Regions from separate parts of the Bombyx mori genome. Here region 2 is linked to region 1. The links are chromatin contacts, called in public Hi-C maps. All regions are on one chromosome and are shown on one strand. The core of a region is the stretch at or near the end of the contact, and the rest is flanking DNA. Distances in the headings are between cores, read along the strand shown. Region 1 overlaps LOC101741553 (rho GTPase-activating protein 21). Region 2 holds the start of LOC101741553 (rho GTPase-activating protein 21).

Region 1 (2,886 bases), core at 195-2,694:
ATGACCGTTCATTGTTCTATTTAATTACGAATTATGATTCATTAAAACGCCGGATGCTTTTCTTCTATGAAAATTAAGTGCAGTACACACACACGGTGTCTTGAAGTTTTTTTTTCTTTACTTTTAAAAAAACACGTCTCTTTTATCGGACCTTCTGCGGCTTCAACTGGTTTTTGAATTCGAAAATAATATCAAGATAATAAAAAATATAATATCAAAATAAAAGAAATGGCGTGACGATTTCAAAGTACGTGAATCTTTGAATATACATATATCTATTGATTCCCATAAGCATAGATCTGTGCGTAATTAAAATGTAACTAAAACTATTGTGGACAAACCTTAAATTGATAAAACTAGCGTGACCGCGCTAAATGTCAGCTATGAGATAGTGATATTAACAGTGTTATAAGTAGTACATATGTACTATCCTTGACCTTTGACTTTGTTGTTTATTACTAGACAATTACAATGCAAGAAAGAAAATATGTTATGAACTCAGAGTTAAACATTAATGCCGAATTGAAAATGATTTGCTTTAGGCATAGCGAAATGAGGAATATGTCTGCCTTCTTAATATTCAATTCTTAAATTGTCATTTAAATACATTACATAAAAAAAAACTATTACTACCTGTAAATTCGATTGTATTTCTGTATAGCTGCTGCATGATTTTGAATAATGAAAACTAGGTTCAACCATTGAAGAAGTGCGTTCTGAATTACGTTGCGTTAGTAATATTGAGCTTGCCAAAATATTAAAAGAAAACAGAAAGCTGTCGAGAATATTAAAATTGACAGACACTCGCTGTGAAGACAACGCGACTAATTAACCGAGTTTCTGGAAGATATTTCAAAAGTTATTTGTATTTAAAAATAAATAAATGTTTTATGAAGTCTTTACGTAACCTATAAAAAGTAAGTTATCACTACATAGTATAAAACAACGTCGCTTTCTCTATCCCTATGTATGCTTAAATGTTTAAAACTACGCAACCGATTTGATGCGGTTTTTTTAAATAAATAGAGTGATTGAAGAGGAAGGTTTATATGTATAATAACATCCATTAAATAGTGAAGAAATCAATAATGAATTACAGTTTCCGAAGCGAAGCGAAGCGAGGGCGGGTCGTTAGTATTAGAATAAAACGCTTCGTCCAAAAAACAACACTTCATGCAAAAAGCAAAAAATATATGATTCTTATCGAATAAAAGTTAATAAAGATGCTTAAAGAAAGCTTCAAGTGCCAGCAAGACGAGAACAGTATCGTTAATAAATTGCGAAACAAAAGTGTCCCATGTATTACCAATAACGACAAGCAATCATCGTATCTGACAGCGCTTTTAAGCCTAATATTTTCATACAATGCCCCATAACTTGCAGCGAGGACGAGATTATATCGTTTGCTCACGCGATCGCCGATCGCCGAGTCGACTCGGGCCTGTCGTGAGAAAATCGTAACAACTACATACGTGCGTGCGTATTTGTTCGGAGCGTGCTGCCGATTTCATGGGAAGCGGCCCGTGAAAAATTTATATTTGTTTTGGCGAGTGTTTTTTTTTTTAAGATTATGAATAAACTTGAAAAAAAAAACATTGAAATGTTATCTGCACGTAAATTAACAGAGTTCAGTCAAAAAATTCTTACTCGTCTTAAAAATACGAAAGTGACTATTTGTCTGTTACGCTTTTGCGCCTGAACCGGTTTTGACGAAATTCGGTATGGAAATAGAGTGAACTCTGGAAAAGAATGTAGGGTGCCTTTTAACCCACTACAGAGCTCTGTTAGTGGGTTGTTCTGGGAGTATAAATGAACTAAAGTGTATTCTATACTAATATATAAATCTACAGTGGTTTTTACGGATGTTTCGTTATAACTACTGAACTTTGCATCCGATTGACTTGAAACTTGGTATCCATATAGAAAATACATGTACTGAATGGATAGGGTAATGTTTGTATGAGTTTTGGACTCCCTAATAACAAATTAATTTTAAATGCCCAGCGAAGCGGACGAGTAAGGCTAGTAAAGTATAAAAATCGCTTCAATTAACTCTTCAAATAAAAATAAATAAAAAATCATGTAATCTATCCGCTGGTAGCCCAAGAGACTATTCCAGCTACCGACGGGTAGGTGAGCTCACAGACTCAATCCCAAAGAATTTGCTAACAATAGCAGGAAGAGCAGCAATCCAACCAACAGATCGGAATCGCGACCCACTAAGAAGATCTGGTGTGAGATTCGGTGGGCTATTAATTCCTCCTTACGTAGCTATCTGAAAACCGAAGATAGCGACCTACATAGATTGTCTATTTTGTAGCCAGGTGGCATTATTTTAACAAATGAAGATAACCTTTAACTAGGCCAAACTAGGTCGTGAAATATCTGACCGACAATTTACTTTTCTCGAGTTCTGTTCTCTATACGTGACAATCAGTGTTTATTACATATATGTACTACAAGACCTCAGTGAAATTATCTTACTCAAAAGAATTGAAAAAAAATACCAACACCACGAATAGTGCTTAAATTTATTCACGATAAGACTGCATCTTTTGACTTACAATGTAAACAGAACCCGAAGTATGTAGATGGTTCGAAATAGTGCCAATCGCGCTACCTTTAAGGTTCTAAATAGTGTGTAACCGTTAACTAAGTGTGTGGACATTAGCGATGGTAATGACCCGTCGTAAAGTGAAACAAATGTATGTAATAAAAAGTAACATTCTCTCAAATAAAAATAATGAGCTTTAGTGTTTAAAAATTTGTGGATTCAATCAAATATACTAACCATTGTCGTCGTCTTTAATGACACCAAGAATTTCTATTACAGAAAACCATAGTACTATATACAGAATTAACTCTCTGTGTTTGTTTCATCAGTTC
Region 2 (3,169 bases), core at 667-3,166, 55 kb before region 1:
ATTATAATTTTGCGGGTTTGATTTTTATTAGGTACACGATTATATTCCTTCACCGTTAAAGTTAATCGTGAACATTTGTTGAGTACGTATTTCATTAGAATTGGTACCCGCCTGGGATTCGAACACCGATGCATCGCTCACCACGAATGCACTGGACGTCTTATCCTTTAGGCCAAAACGACTTCTATTACTAGCTACTGCCTCGTGTTTCAGCGTGTACAAACTCGAATTCAACTGGCGTTCCTTGCGTGAGCACCGGCGACGAAGTTCTCATGCAGTACGATTTCACGAGCAGCAACCTCTGGCTGGATATATCGGCGTTGCTGCTGCTCTACATCACCTTCCATCTCCTCGCGCTGCTGGCCCTTAGATACAGAACGAGAAGAAAATGATCTACACTGCACGAAATGTTCGGGGTTATAACGATTAAATGTGATGTAAATATTTTTAAATAAATAAATACCTCTTTTATGTTATTGGTTTTTTTTTGCTTGATTGTTTCGAGACTGGTTGTTTTTTTTTACTGCTTAGATGGGTCGACGAGCTCACAGCCCACCTGTTAGGTGGTTACTGGAGCCCATAGACATCCACAACGTAAATGCGCTACCCATCTTGAGATATAAGTTCTAAGGTCTCAAGTATAGTTACAACGGCTGCCCCGCCCTTCAAACTGAAACTACGTGGTGGTACCCACCCGCGCGGACTCACAAGAGGTCCTATCAACAGTGAATCAACCGACCCTTAACTGATCAACTTTAGAAGACATCAAATTGTTATTACAGTTGTAGTGGCCTAAAGTAAAAGTCGCCCGGTGTACTCATATCGGGCGATACGACTGTGTCCGGGTAAAAATCCTACAGATTGAGTTTATTGTAGGTATTATAATTTAGAGACAGCGATTTAGAACTCATGACTCGGTGGACTGTATTTATATTGTTGATGTCTATGGGCTTTGGTAAGCACTAAAGGCCAGGAAAGCCGATGTCAGCTTGTTCACCCAACTAAGCAATAAAAAAGACTATCAAGTTTTCCAAGGAAATGCGTACATGTAATACGTTTTGTAAATACCTATCTAACCCGTAATCTACAAAATTAGGCGAAGAACTATTTTCACCTGTTTTCTTTAACAACTTTACGAATTGTTTTCGTTTAACACTTATCGAGGAGCTTTGGACCTTTTCATTAAAAAAAAAAACTTCGAAAATGCTTGTTTAAATTTTATCTTAAACATTATGTTAGGGGAAATTTTTCACCTTGCGGATAGTGTTACTCGCTATCTCGACTCTTATCACTCAGAGCGACATCTCGGACATCTCTGAGCAGTCGTTGTAATTCTAGTCTGATTCGATCAAATCTTCTGAAGCTTGCTAAGACTACAAATCATCCGCTTCAGACGTCTTTCTTCTTCAAGCGATCCAGGTCATGTAGCCACCGGTACCCAGATACAGATATATCGAACGGTTCACCGACAACTTCACATTGCCCTTCTTTATTGGAGGAATAGGAAACATAATCCAATCTACGCTTTAAAAGTTGAACAATCCACCAAGAAAAGGGTACCTATGTGTTGTCAAAGTCAGAAAAAGCAATAACCTCTAAAGAAAGATTGACCTACGAGAAAAAATATATTACTGTGAATTCATGGAACATTTTTTAAAAAATGTTTATGTCTTGTGTATTGCTAAGAATATTAAGGTCGTTAATTTAAAAATGCATTATTTTATTTAAACATTAACACAACAATCAATAATATATTATAGTGAGATAATTAGCACACCTGCCATCTACACGTGAAACATGTTAAGTAATGTTAAAGTGAAACAAAACTAGACTTAGTTCTATTAAACTTCAGTAGATGGCAGCACGTCTGCCATTGTTTTTGTACCTGTCCTAACCGGCAAGCAACGGCTGCGTCGCCGCGCGCAAGCGTAGTTCGAATTCATCCGCCATATTCGTCGTGTCAGACGGCGTGCAGCGCACGGCTGTTACATGTTTTGTCGTAAAATGCATTAATTCTATGACACAGAGTCTTCAATGGTGCTTGTTTTATACAACCTATATAATAAATATGCGATCTGATGGACTTCTGCATGGATACTCGCGTCGTTTGTTAACTAATAAACGTGCATCGAACTGTGCATTCGTGTGTTTATGATAACAGAATATTAACAGTACGTAATCCGCGGTTGTGTATTTTTTTTAAATAATCCCGTAGTTTTTTTGTGAAGGCTTAGTGGTATTATGCAACGTGACATTCCTGTGGCCTTCGATTAATGTGACCGTGTTGAAGGTGCTATTTGAGGTTAAAATGCAGCTTGGATTATGAGCGATAGCGCCGAGCCATCAGGTTAGTAAGACATTATTTTATCTGAACCGATAGCGCGAAGTGCTTATTTATCGTGTGTCCTACATTCGTCTCGTCACAATATTTACCCGAACCACTATGTGACATCCTTGACGAATTTTGTTTTAATAAATGTCTCAACATAATGTAACCTCAAGTTAAGTTCTGAATTCGAAATGTCCAAAGGTTAAAAGAGAGGAACTTCGAAGCAATATAATCCGATCGCCTGGATTGTCTTACAGAATGTCGTAAAGTTATCGAATATACCTTCTACAATTGTTAAAAACTCGTTCGTTTCTTCAATCGAGCAAGAGGACAGGCGGCTTGTTGCCGGTCGAGGCAACGGTCCGCGGCATCCGTACGCGTTGGCGGGCTCGGCACGGCCGCTCGCCAAGGGAATGCAACCTCAAAGGAATCACAAAAGGACCAACGAGAAACAAGGACGAACTTTTTAATCAACCAAATCTTTTTATTGAATCGTTTATCGTCTTTCGATAGTGGAATGCATTCAAGTTCATTGGCATTGGGCATTTCGAGTCGACGAAATCTTGGGCTATGGAAATGTTTACAATAACGTTAAAACAGAAATAGGTGGTTTGCTTTACATGTAAACTGGACTATAAACTGAAGCTAACTAATGTAAACACAATTAATACTTATTTTAGTAAACAGGGATAAATGTATCTCACAGGTATAAATGTACATAAATACAATTATGTTAATTTTAATTAATATCTAAACGCCATAGAATAAGTTTGTTTTAGAATGATGTCAGTGATTTCGTCAATACATTGAACGCCTATCTAAATCGTAAATATTGTAAAT

The links. Hi-C and Micro-C count contacts between places; a contact is called where the count stands out from the background.
Region 2: a Hi-C map of midgut shows a contact between it and region 1, with 1.6 times the contacts expected there. The contact joins the promoter of LOC101741553 here to the enhancer-like site in region 1. A contact is called at or near these places in 2 of 7 Hi-C or Micro-C datasets (midgut and whole pupa).

The regions. Positions count from the first base shown.
Region 1 is chr10:14,214,644-14,217,529 of ASM3026992v2, reverse strand. The region is part of intron 1 of LOC101741553 (rho GTPase-activating protein 21); the gene reads left to right. Among protein-coding and RNA genes, the nearest start is that of TRNAE-CUC, 25 kb to the left of the region's middle. Within about 2 kb of position 1,444, at least 2 of the 8 cell types and tissues checked have open chromatin away from gene starts, as enhancers often do.
Region 2 is chr10:14,269,701-14,272,869 of ASM3026992v2, reverse strand. LOC101741553 (rho GTPase-activating protein 21) reads left to right here and starts at 1,916. Exons shown (of 22, transcript XM_062670701.1): 1 at 1,916-2,347. The coding sequence starts at 2,323. LOC134199555 (a long non-coding RNA gene) reads right to left here and starts at 1,561. Exons shown (of 2, transcript XR_009974100.1): 1 at 1,254-1,561; 2 at 214-365. It overlaps -w-2 (scarlet), which reads left to right. Exons shown (of 14, transcript NM_001256993.2): 14 at 214-476. The coding sequence ends at 392.